Regions from separate parts of the Mus musculus genome. Here region 2 is linked to region 1. A link is a contact called in public HiChIP or PLAC-seq data. All regions are on one chromosome and are shown on one strand. The core of a region is the stretch at or near the end of the contact, and the rest is flanking DNA. Distances in the headings are between cores, read along the strand shown. Region 1 holds the start of Sorl1 (sortilin-related receptor, LDLR class A repeats-containing). Region 2 holds the start of Sc5d (sterol-C5-desaturase).

What was found. HiChIP or PLAC-seq counts read pairs in DNA pulled down with a chosen protein or histone mark.
Region 2: an H3K4me3 HiChIP or PLAC-seq map of forebrain shows a contact between it and region 1, with 3 times the contacts expected there. The contact joins the promoter of Sc5d here to the promoter of Sorl1 in region 1. A contact is called at or near these places in 2 of 39 promoter capture datasets (hippocampal neurons and pre-B cells), 11 of 484 Hi-C or Micro-C datasets (CD4 T cells, Th1 cells, Th2 cells and 7 more), 8 of 115 datasets of contacts at active chromatin or transcription factors (bone marrow-derived macrophages, effector CD8 T cells, embryonic forebrain and 5 more) and 3 of 9 other capture datasets (adipose tissue, liver and pancreatic islet).

What each region holds. Positions count from the first base shown.
Region 1 is chr9:42,121,285-42,126,936 of GRCm38.p6, forward strand. It overlaps Sorl1 (sortilin-related receptor, LDLR class A repeats-containing), which reads right to left and starts at 3,013. Exons shown (of 48, transcript NM_011436.4): 1 at 2,545-3,013. The coding sequence starts at 2,829.
Region 2 is chr9:42,261,712-42,267,363 of GRCm38.p6, forward strand. Sc5d (sterol-C5-desaturase) reads right to left here and starts at 2,589. Exons shown (of 6, transcript NM_172769.2): 1 at 2,495-2,589; 2 at 340-420.

The DNA of each region.
Region 1 (5,652 bases), core at 1,763-4,262:
TTTTGAGAAACATATCCCCTTCAGACAACTGTCCACTGTAATTATGTGGGTTTAAGAATTGAAGGGAATTTATATAACTTGGTGCAGGGTAAGAGTTCAAACAAGCATACAGATTAATAACACAGCCGCATTTGGGGGGGTAGGGGGTGGAGGCACTATTCATACCTGGGTATGTCCCAGGAAAAACCGAGGTACACATATGGCCACCTCAGCTACAGAGGTGATTCCAAATAGACATACATCACCCCAGAGACCCAGAGAAGAGCCCCTAAGCCATTCAGTCACTGCTTCCTGAGCCTGTAGTCCGAAGGGCCTGCACCAGGTTAGAGCTTGTGGCAGAAATCCCATACCATAAAGTTAGGTCTTCCTTCTGTCTGAGTCCACTCCTCCACAAGGAAGGGTAATGCTATTTTTTTCCTTAACCTGTAGCAATAGGGAATGGGGGCCTAGGAAGGCAGCCCTAGTGAGGACGGGTACAGGAGGGATCCTCACTGTTGTGTGGGAATGCCTCATTCTGAGTCCAACTGTTGGCTGGATCTGCATCCTTCAATGGAACCAGTCTGGCTGGCCTGAAGACATGAAAGCAAAGCGCAGGGGGCGGGGGGTGGGGGGGAAGTGTTTGGAGAGGCTCCCAAAGAGGACAGAGTTCGTCTCTAGCTTGCTATAAATCCCTGGGAGATTTTCACAGGGCAAACCCTAAGGAAGGAGGAAATAAAGAGCACCTGCATGGATGCCACGGAGACTAGAAGGTGCCTCTGTCCACCAAAGCTAGGCTGGAGGGGACCTGAACACTCACTCCTCCCACACCCAGCCCACCCTCTCAGGAGCACAGCAGAGCTCAGCAAGCTGGAGAGACCCACCCTCGGCAATTCCAAGCTGCCATGCCTGCCAAGAGCAATCTTGCTGACTTCCAAATTACAAAAAGGAAGTTTCAGATGGGGATGAAAAGGGGGGCACAAGGATCTGGGCCCAAAACAGGGCAGGTGGGCTTCAGGAGTCTAAGCGCTGCACACACCACGTACACACAGACGCACACGCACATACATACACCATCAAGCAGTTACAGGTCATCTGGTATACATTCCTGCCCAGGGGCAAGTGGTCTGGTGGTGGGCAGATGTCAGCTACTCCCACCCACACACAACCGCCCCTCTGTCTTCATAACGATATATACATTTTATTTTAGAAAGGAGATGTTTAGGAAGCACTGAGCAGAGACAAGGTGACCCCCCACCTCCCAGCACCCAAAGGTCAGTGAGACCATGCAGGCAAGAGAACTACAGTGCTCACAGCCCTTTCCTGCGTGACCTTGGACCAGTCATCGCACCTGTCACAGTTTGGGTTTCTTCACTCAAAACGTGACACAATAGGGTGACACAATAGGGTGGCATGTTTTATGAGACGCTTTCTGGCTCCAGGAGTTGATTGCTTAACTCTATGTATGGCCTGAAGGAAGACTTTGCTATAGCCAAAATCAGTGAAGAAAGGCAGAACCCCCAGCTAATCACTTAATTTGTACTTTAGAAAGCAACAGTCGCTCTGGGACATGGTTGTGTTGGTCAGCTCCATCAGGCCCACCATTTCTCTCCCACCGACCTTCTAGTTTTGCTGATGTCAATCTTAACTGAAGGACTGGGAGTCTCTGAGTAGACAATAATACGGGCAAATTGATTCCACCAGCGCTGATACGAAGGGGGACAAATTCAACTTGGCAACCCAGCAGTCAGTGGGGGCCATGAGTGAAATGTGTGTTACTTATGACCTAATAAACCCATTGCCTGGATAGAAATAAATCCTTTAATGAATATTAAGCCCAGCAAATTTCTTGCAGTAGTCTCAAATCCCAAGTGTCATAAGAGATAGTTTCTATCTAAAATAAAGCCATCACCTTGAAGGGCTGGGATGGAAAGGGGACGGATTGATGTGCTGTACTCCCAACGAAGAGAATCCAGCCTTACACGCAGATATTCACGAGCTCACACGCACACATATGTCTACTGGGTACACAAGGGGCATTCGTAGCGCTTTGAGAGTTGCCCACCTTTACTGGGGTTCATGAGAATAAACATGGCATGCCCTCCTCTGCAATTCTGCTTAAGTGCTTTACAACTGCAGGATTCTCGCTCCCGCTGCCAAAGGATGGTACGGGAGTTGGGGTGGAAGGGAGGGGGGTTATGCCCGTTTTTATCCAGATGTAAAATTTATGCTGTACCCCTCAAAATCCTGCCAGAAACTACCCTAGTCTGTCTGCATACAGGCTAGGGAAGAGAGGCTCTGCACCCTTCCAGTTACCTGGAACACATCTGCTAAAATCGACAGAAAGGAGGAAAAAGAAAAAAGATCTATGCGACCAGAGTGCTGACGGCTGTACTCATGTGATGTACAGGGGGAAAGGAGAAGAAAAAGAAATGAAACAAACATGCCAGCCGGGAAGTCCCCAAGCGGAGCCAGCACCTGGGAAGCGACTGCAAAGGATGGGTGCGGGGGTGAGGAAGTGGTGGGAGAGAAAGGGGCTGGAAGGAGGTGGCTTGCAGAAGTGCTCACCTGTCCATACACCTGGATAGGCTGGGGCTGCAGAGCAGCGCTCCGCCGGGTCCTGAGTGGCTTCCTGGCCGCCGGGCTCGCCCCCGGGGCATCCCCGTGCGTTCCTAGCCGGAGATCGCGCGGGTCGCCCTGCACCACGAAGAAGCCCCGGTCCTGGGGCAAGGGCGCCGGGCCACCGTGCAATCTCTGCGTCCAGCCCCCGCCGAGAGCCCCGCGGGGTAGCAGCGCGACCAGGGCGAATAGGAAAGGGAGTCTCGACTCCCTCCTGCTGCTCCGTGTCGCCATGTTCGGGCGAACGCTCCCGCAGGTGGCGCCGCCGCCAGGAGAGAATGTGCAGCGCGCGCCGGGACAGCGCGGGGCCAGGGCCGGGGCCGCGCGCGCCGCTCCCGGGGCTCCAAGCCGCCCGGGCCGCTCCGCTGCGCCCGCCACCGCAGCCACGGCCACCGCCGCCGCCGGGTCCCGCTCGCTCGGCGCCGTGCCGTCACGTGTGAGCTCGCAGCGCGTCCCCCTTCGCGCACTTTCTCCGCTCGCTGCGACTGCGGCCCCGCCCCCTGGGATGGGGAAGTCAAGGCAGGGAGCGCCCGCCTGAGGGCACCGTGGTCCCCTTCGCGCACACCTCGCCCTCCCTACCGCAGTGAAGAGTTGCGTGGGCGCCGTGCTCTATTTCCCCGGGTTGAGTTAGCTACTCCATGGGCTCCTGGGGTACCCTGGTCGCCCCAAACTGCCATCAGTCTCTGCACCTTGTGCAGCCACTCAACCACCTTCCTGGGCCTTGGCCTCATGTTCACCTCCAATGGAAAGCAAACCACAGAACTGGCCCTTAGCACACCAACAAAGTAAGTCAAGATGAACCTGCTGGTTTGTGAAACTTACGTGGTTTCAACTACCAGAAATGCGCTTGAAATGGCTACAGCTCAAACTACCTTTGATCAAGCTGAACTAACTGCCCCTGCGTCCAGCAGAGTATAGCAGACAAACACCCTGCCCAGAAGCAGTAAAACCTAGGCTATACTTGCTCCACCTGGACAACTACACTAGGCATGGCCCAGGGCCCTACCAGCCTCCTGCTTTGGTCCCTTAAGATGTTCCAGCATTGAGCCACTCTCAGAGCTAAGATGTGTGTTTCAACCAAACACCATTAGTTGTAAAGGCTGTAAAGACTGCTCATGTACTGGAGGAATCAGATGCCCAAAGACGGGGTGCACTTTCAATGCACCTTAAAATCAGCTCCAAGAGCCAGATTGTAACCGCTTTTATACATTTTTCCCCCAGCTGGTGGGAGCAGTTAAGTATTAACCTGTATTTCATCCTAGGTCTCTCCAGACTCCAGTCCTGGTTATTGGGATGACTCAAAGCCGTCCATTGGTTTAGAGAAGGGAAGGTGATCTCTCTCGATCTCTCTCTCTCTCTCTCTCTCTCTCTCTCTCTCTCTCTCTCTCTCTCTCTCTCTCACACACACACACACACACACACACACACACACACACACACACACACACACACACACACACACACACACACACCTTTCTGCCACTTCAGCAAGCCCGGAGCTTGGTTCTGTCTCTTGTTTACTTGCCATTCAACTTCAGTCTAGTTAGCCTAATCTAGTTCCTTCGTTCCTCCCTCCCTCCAATCTATACCGCTTTGGGCAACCCGCCAGAACCTGTCATGATCTGAACTGGGTTTGTCCCTGGGTTGAAGTGTATTGCCATTGTGGTGGGTGCCTTTAAGGGTTGATTATGCTATTGAGAGGAACCGGGCCTTTCTCAGTGGAGTAAGTTTGTTCTCCCAAGAACAGTGGGTAGAGCAGTTGAACTTTAGCTCCGCCTAAAGCAGTTCTCATAAAGCAAGGAGCCCTCCTTGTTTTATCTCTAAAACAGCTAGACCTCCTATGAGCTGAAGCAGCATCCGGCTCTTGCTGGAAGCTGAGAAGGTGCCAACGCCATGCTCACAGACTTCCCTCCCAGCCTCTGTAACTATGAGCTCAAAATATGACTATCACCTGTGAAAGAATGCCAGCATCCCTTCATCTCCCTCAACCCGCCCCAGCTGAGGTTCTGCAGCCTCCCACCCTCCCACAACCCTTTCCCTCCCCAACTCAGATGATTGTTGAGCCACCTAACTCACAGCCACTGAACCATCAGCACCTCTGCCATCTTTGACTCCCAGGAGAAGACTAAAGGAACAGCCTACAGTCAGAACACCCTGCATGAGATTTGATCATCGGTTGTTTGTCAGGCTATCTTTAATGAGAACCATCTTCGATGAGTTAGGCTCTCAGCAGAAAACAACCCCAAGCGGCTTCTAGTTGTTGTGTGGAAGACAAAGCGGTCTGCCCCTGTGAACTGCTGGCTTCAGCTTCAGGTGGCAATTTGCGTGGAAGGATTAGTAGGGCAGGACCAGCTACTTGCTCATTTTGATTTGGATTTGTAATTTCAATGCTATAAAACTGGCAAGAATGCTTGAACACGGTTAATTTACTCCTCGAATGCCTTCCTCTCTAATCATTATCTACATTCTAAGCCATTCTTAGGTGGATAGTCGGCTCTCGGGGAGACCGTGGGCTGCAGAACCATGGGGCACAGGAGAAAGAAAGCACACTGAATTTTTTTAAGGCAAAGGCCCAATTCTAGCTATGGGGACTTGGCTGAATGCCCTCCCTGGAGCTTCCGTTTTCTCACCTATAAAATAGAGGACTTAGTTCTTACCCCACCTCTGCTAACAGTCAGAGTACCAAGCAAGTGAGCTCGTGTATGTAAAAAAAAAAAAAAAAAACTGTGACACTCCCCACAGCAAAGGACTGTGCAGGCAGCGTTGGAGGTCTGCATGATGGTTCTGGTCTTGTGGCAAGTTTCTACATGGGTTTGGTGGGTTTGTTTTTTCTTTTCTCTTTTGTTTATGCTTTTGGGGCAGGGGTTAGGAGGGTTCCCTGGTCGGTAAGATTATTCTCTACCTTTGGGACTCCTACAAGAGCGTGAGAGGTGAGAGCGGAAGAGCCACAGGGCAAGTTCACCCCGAACAGGAGTCAGAGCTGAGTTGTGCAATCCAAGCGGGGTAGTTTTCCTAACTTCAAAACCAGATCTGGGTTGTAAAAAAGCTTGTACTTCC
Region 2 (5,652 bases), core at 1,339-3,838, 140 kb after region 1:
ACTTGATCAAACATGGCTAGCTTTCATTTTCCTCTCCTAGGCCATATTTTGGTAGGCACTTCCAGTTAAACGGCAACCATTTGTCTTGCCCATCCGTAAGTCAAGTACGGTGTTAGATCCCAGGCTCTCAGTAGGATGCCTCAGAGACGCAGCATACGCCAGCATCCCCCCTCAATACTGTCCTGTGCAGTAGTGACAGCAGCTACACCTTCACTGCCACCCACAGGCTGCCTTCAGACACTTCTGACCTTTTCACTTGGAAGTAAACCAAAAGTTGACAAAACAAAAGAACAAACAAACAAACAACAAAACATATCCAGAAGGCACAGGCAGGAATACCTGGTATGTGACCCAATAAACAATGGTTGTGTCTGTCACTTGGAGGCAGGATCTACCATCAGATAAGGGCGAGGACTGAACCTATGAGGAAAGAAAAAACTGTTTGGATCTCAGGGCTTCCAGGCTTTGACACAACGACTGCTCCTGACACAACGACTGCTCCTGTACTAAGTAAACTTTTACAGGCACGAAGTGGTAACCTAGTGCAGGTTGTTCAACTGCCCCCACAGGTACCAAACTGCTTCGTGCATCCTCAAACAATGGAAGACAGTGTCAATCTCTCCACAACCCCTGGAGTACCTTCAACGCATCAGGGAAGAAAAGGTTATCTTGGTGCTGACTCCATAGTCAGCTTGAGTGCTACTGAGCACAGCTTCATATATTTGTACCACATGACACGACACTTTTCCCGTGAAGGCTCTGCGTCTCCATCCTTTGGTCGCTTTCCCCTGGGATTTTTCAGTTTCTTCATTAAAAACCTTTCCTACCCCTGCCCTTCTCCCTGAAGCTCATTACTCAGGCCACACTCCCTCTACAGCTTCCCAAACAGCCGAAACCAGAGGTTTGCAGCATCGGCCACAGCTGGGAGGTGTTTGCTAAGGAACTTAGCCTGTTGCTTATGGAATGAGCCACACATGTTTTCTCTCATCCTGAAAAACTTAAATTACATTAAATGTCAGGTGCTCATTTCCCCATCATATATGCCACTCACAATTCAAAAAAAGCAATTCAACCAGCATCAAGTGCTAGACAGTGAGAAACACCCACATGGCCATACCAAATTGTATGTAAATTGTAAAGGTGCAACCCCTTAAAGTCAAAGACAGCTCATGGACTCTAAGATAATTAGGCATTATTGCTTGAAATGTAAGTTTACGTTAAATAGTATACTGCTTTGGCAGAAAAAAAACCCACAATTTTTGACTTTAAAACATGGTTATCAATTAAATGGGCCTGGGGTATAATTCAGGGATATTCCTTTGGTGTAGTATGTCCAAAGCCTTGGTTCCTATCCCAGCATCAGATAAATAAGTAAACATATATAAATCCACTATTATACTTAAATGACTTAAAACTATTATATTTTTCTTAACTGAAAAAAGTACAGGAACAATAACTAGCCATTTATATATTTAAAAAATACTACATATTATTTTAAGCACTCCACCCCTCCCCCCTTTGGCTATGTGGCCTGGAACTTGCATTCTCCTGCTTCAGTCTCCAAAGCTCTTGGATGCTCTGCAGTACCTCTCATCCGGCCTTTACACATCTGGAGGAGTGATGGAGAGATTCTCCCATCTAATTCTCACAAGTCTATAACGTGTGTCCGCGTATAATCTTAATAAACAGGACAGTGAAGGCGCAATGCCTTAAACAGCTTTGTTCTGTAAGGAGCAGTCGATGTGTAAAGCCTACACAAAAAGTTCTACACAGCATTACTTCCCTAGAGTCACAAATACAGATGGGGAATTCTGAGTTCTCCACGTTCATTATATTACAGGATGAATGCAAAAGTCCGTAAGACAGTAAGGGTCAGAAGGTAAGCACTTTAACACAACTAATGAAAATGCAAACTCAACTAACACAAAATAGTCAAATAACTTCGCTGCCGCCGAGATATTGTTTCCACTTGTACCACCTCCCAATTTACTCGGCAATAAGAAGGGATGCCAGTATGAGTGACTTCTTAACGATGCTTAAAGTGTGCACGCTACAGCGTATGGTCTTCAGAAAGGCAGGGAGTGACGGCCCACCACCCTCCCTAGGCCTCAATCGGACGCTGGTTCGCAACCTGGTACCTTCTCCAGGAAGTGCCGGTGGCAAAGCAAATCACCAGCTTTTCCCACCTCACCCTGGATGTGGGGTTCACAGTAGGCAGGCAACCTCTAGCACTGGCAGGGACCCAGCTTTACCGGGCCAGGGTCCTTCCCCGCTCCCATATAACCTTATCCCCATCGCAGGCCCCGGGGACCAAGGTGTCCGCCAGGCCAGACCCCCACCCCCACCCCCACCCCCCCATGCCACCTGCGCTTTAGCAGGGACGGCCACACGGGTGCGGCGGATGCCGTACCGGCGCCGGGCACCCGGGGATCCTCGCGACCGCCCGCGGGTCCTCCCACTCGCGGCTGTCCAGCTGCCAGCGCACGGAACCTACCTGCCAGGCCCAGCAGCTCCGTCAGCCGCGGCTTTACAGCCAGCGGAGAGTACGAGCCAGAGCGCCCGAGACACCGCCCGCTCAGCAGAGCCCCGCCCATGTGCAGGCAGCCGGCCAATCAGCAGCCGGCGCAATAAGCTGATGTGACGGCGGATCGCGCGACCTGGACCGGCGCGGTCGCGGCGGTCACGTGGTCGCCGCGTAGGCGTCCCGCGCTCCCCACGCCTCCCCGCACCCCCGAACCAGGTCCAGCACTCTGCCGGGACTATCCAGGCGCTTCATGATGCTGCTACGGGGCGGACGAAGCTTGCTTTCCTTCCCACTTTCTTCCCGCCCAGAAAGTTGACTAGAATCGTGCAAAGGACCCGGGATGAATGCAAAATGACAGCCTGAAGTAGGATTAATGACGCTTCCTTTGATGTTAATGGTGGAGTCTTTTGTCCCATTTTTGTGACTCAAACGTTCATCAATCCGCAGTTATTTGTCACTTCCCTGCAAGTCCTCTTATGCAGCGTTAAAATATGTAAATCGAAAGTTATGTGTAGCAGAGTAAATTTAAAAAGCAATTATTAATAGCGATAAAAATAGAGAAAGAGGTTATGATCTGGCCCAACTGGTTTACATAGGTAAAGATAGGGGTGGGGGAGGTGAACTTAAAGATCAAATTGGCTAATTATGACTCGGGAATGTAGACAGCAGCCCATTCTATAAAATACAAGAGCTCCCTAAGGTGAGCAGTAGGGATCAGCAGTATTGGCCAAAATGAAAAGAACCTAAGAAGAAGAAAGGCCCAAAAGACTAGTACTTCAGAGTTACTTCAGAGAGGATTGACCTGTCGTCTGTTTCTGGTATCAGGGTCCTACCAATTGATTAGTTTTGTTTTGTTTTTTTGTTTTGGTTAGAAGGAGCCAGGCATTTCAAAAGCCAGTTTGATTAAGTGATATATTGAGCATGAGAGACAGTTCTGGCCAGATCTGATCTTCCAGAGCTCTGAGGCAAAAGCCTAGTCCAAAATGACTCTATAAATTACACTTAACAAAGTGTGTTTGCCAGTGTTCTCTGGAGGAACAGAACTGATAAGATGAATACATACATAAAAAATTTATGAAACTAGCTTAAAGTAATAACAGTTGTCTCACCCCAGAAGAACTAAACCCCTAGTAGCTGTTCCATCCACGAGGCTGGTTACCTTGCCAGCCAGAGTAGTCCTATAATGGCTGTCTCACATTGGAAAAATGAACAGCCTGGTAGAGCGTCTGTCTACCAGGCTCAGTGCCACAGCAGTTCCTGTATACCTGGAGAGTCCCTGGCCTTCAGCCAACAATGGAAGTTTGGAAATAATAGTTTGGGTTTCACCAAAGACAGCAGCAGCAAGCAAGCTCAGCTGCCAGGGGAAGATGGAAGACCAAGCAAGCTAAAGGGATATCATACTCTCTCTACTCTGCTCCTGGGCCTATTGGCAGAAATGCTGCACGCGCTTAAGGTAGCTTCTTTGATATCAACAGAGACGATGAGGACCATGCGGCTCTCTGGTCAGTCGTTGCTGATTTGTGGCAAGTTGTGGTGAAAACCAGCCACCACACTAAGAGAAACTAGACAGGAGTATGTGTGAGTTCCACAGGTGAGCTCTGGAGTGAGAGCCTAGGCTTTGCACTGCTTTAGTGGGTCTGGTCATCAGCTTTCTCCTGGGGCTTCCACTGTAGTACTTCCCAAGGTCTCCTCTCCCATCCCCAAAATTGACACCATCTGGGCAATTTCTAGAAGTGTAGATGTAAAGGAGAAGCAACCGGGTGACTCCACTCTGATTCCTTCTATAAGCAAGTTGTTCCTCGACAGCCAGGAGCCTCCTCTCTGTTTATAAAATAAAGTATGGTCCAATACTAGAATACAGATGAAAGCCAACTCAGTTTCTGAGCACGTCTCATCATTTTCTGACACTTCATCTTCTGATATTCCTGGGATGGTTGTCATTCTATTGAATTAATAAACAAGACGGGGCTAGAGAGATGGCTCAGTGATGAAGAACACTGACTGCTCTTCCAGAGGACCTGGTTAGATTTCCCAGCATCCACATGGCAACTCACAAACATCTCTAACTCCAGATCCAGGAAATCGGCTGCCCTTTTCTGGCTGCTGCAGGCACCAGGCACACCCACAGTGCACAGAAATATGTATAGGCGAAACACACCACCACTACCCCCAACACCAAAAATTTTAAAAATTAAACACCTAACAGATTAGTAAAGCATACTGCATAGTGTAGCTATGAGGGCATTTTTATCAAATCATAGGATCTGACTTAATAGTATCGCCCATTTATGGATTCAAAACTTAAGGACTGAAAGAAAGGTGAAATTTCAAGACCTGTAAGTCATATAAAGTACTCAGAAATTGCTGGTTGTTTGTGAGCCTAGAGGCTGCCTGCGGCTGAGAAAAAAGACAAACAAACCCAAGTATGCCCCATAGTTAAAACATTCCTGGGAACAGCTTAACCTTAAAGATAAAGAGGAATGTGAGGACATAACAGGGCTATCTGAACTGAGTCAACAACTCACAGAACTCTGACACCCTGCATGTACATGCAATTTTTCTGCTGATGTTTGAATAAGCCAATAGTGTGTCGCTATACTGAATTCCACACCCCTAAGCCCCTTACCCCATAAAACCCCCTAACTTTCGAGCCTCGAGGCTGACATCTGTTATCTCCTGTGTGAGATGCATGTCGGTCCGGAGCTCCGTCATTAAACGACCTCGTGTAATTACATCAGGGCAGTCTATTCATGATTCTTTGGGTGCGCGCCGGATTGGGAATTGAGTGGGGGTTTCCCCACTGGGTTCTATCAAGACTACTGGGAGACAGTAAAAGAGTGGAATGAAGGGACTGGTTAGGGATAGGTCACTGGTAAGGGAAGCCCTGCCCTGACTCTCTGGATCTCTTTCTATGCTTCTTGACCACACTATCTTCATCATGGTGGGCTAACACCTCTGAAACAATGAGCAGAGAAAAAAAAAAAAAAGAAAGAGAGTAAAAGAAAAAAAAATCCCCTCTGAGCTAACTATGTAAACTATTGTGTCCCAGTGATTCAAAGTCTGACTAATGTAATTAATTGCCTTTGGTTGACTGCGTTTCACATTTTAAAAAAATGTATACTATCCAT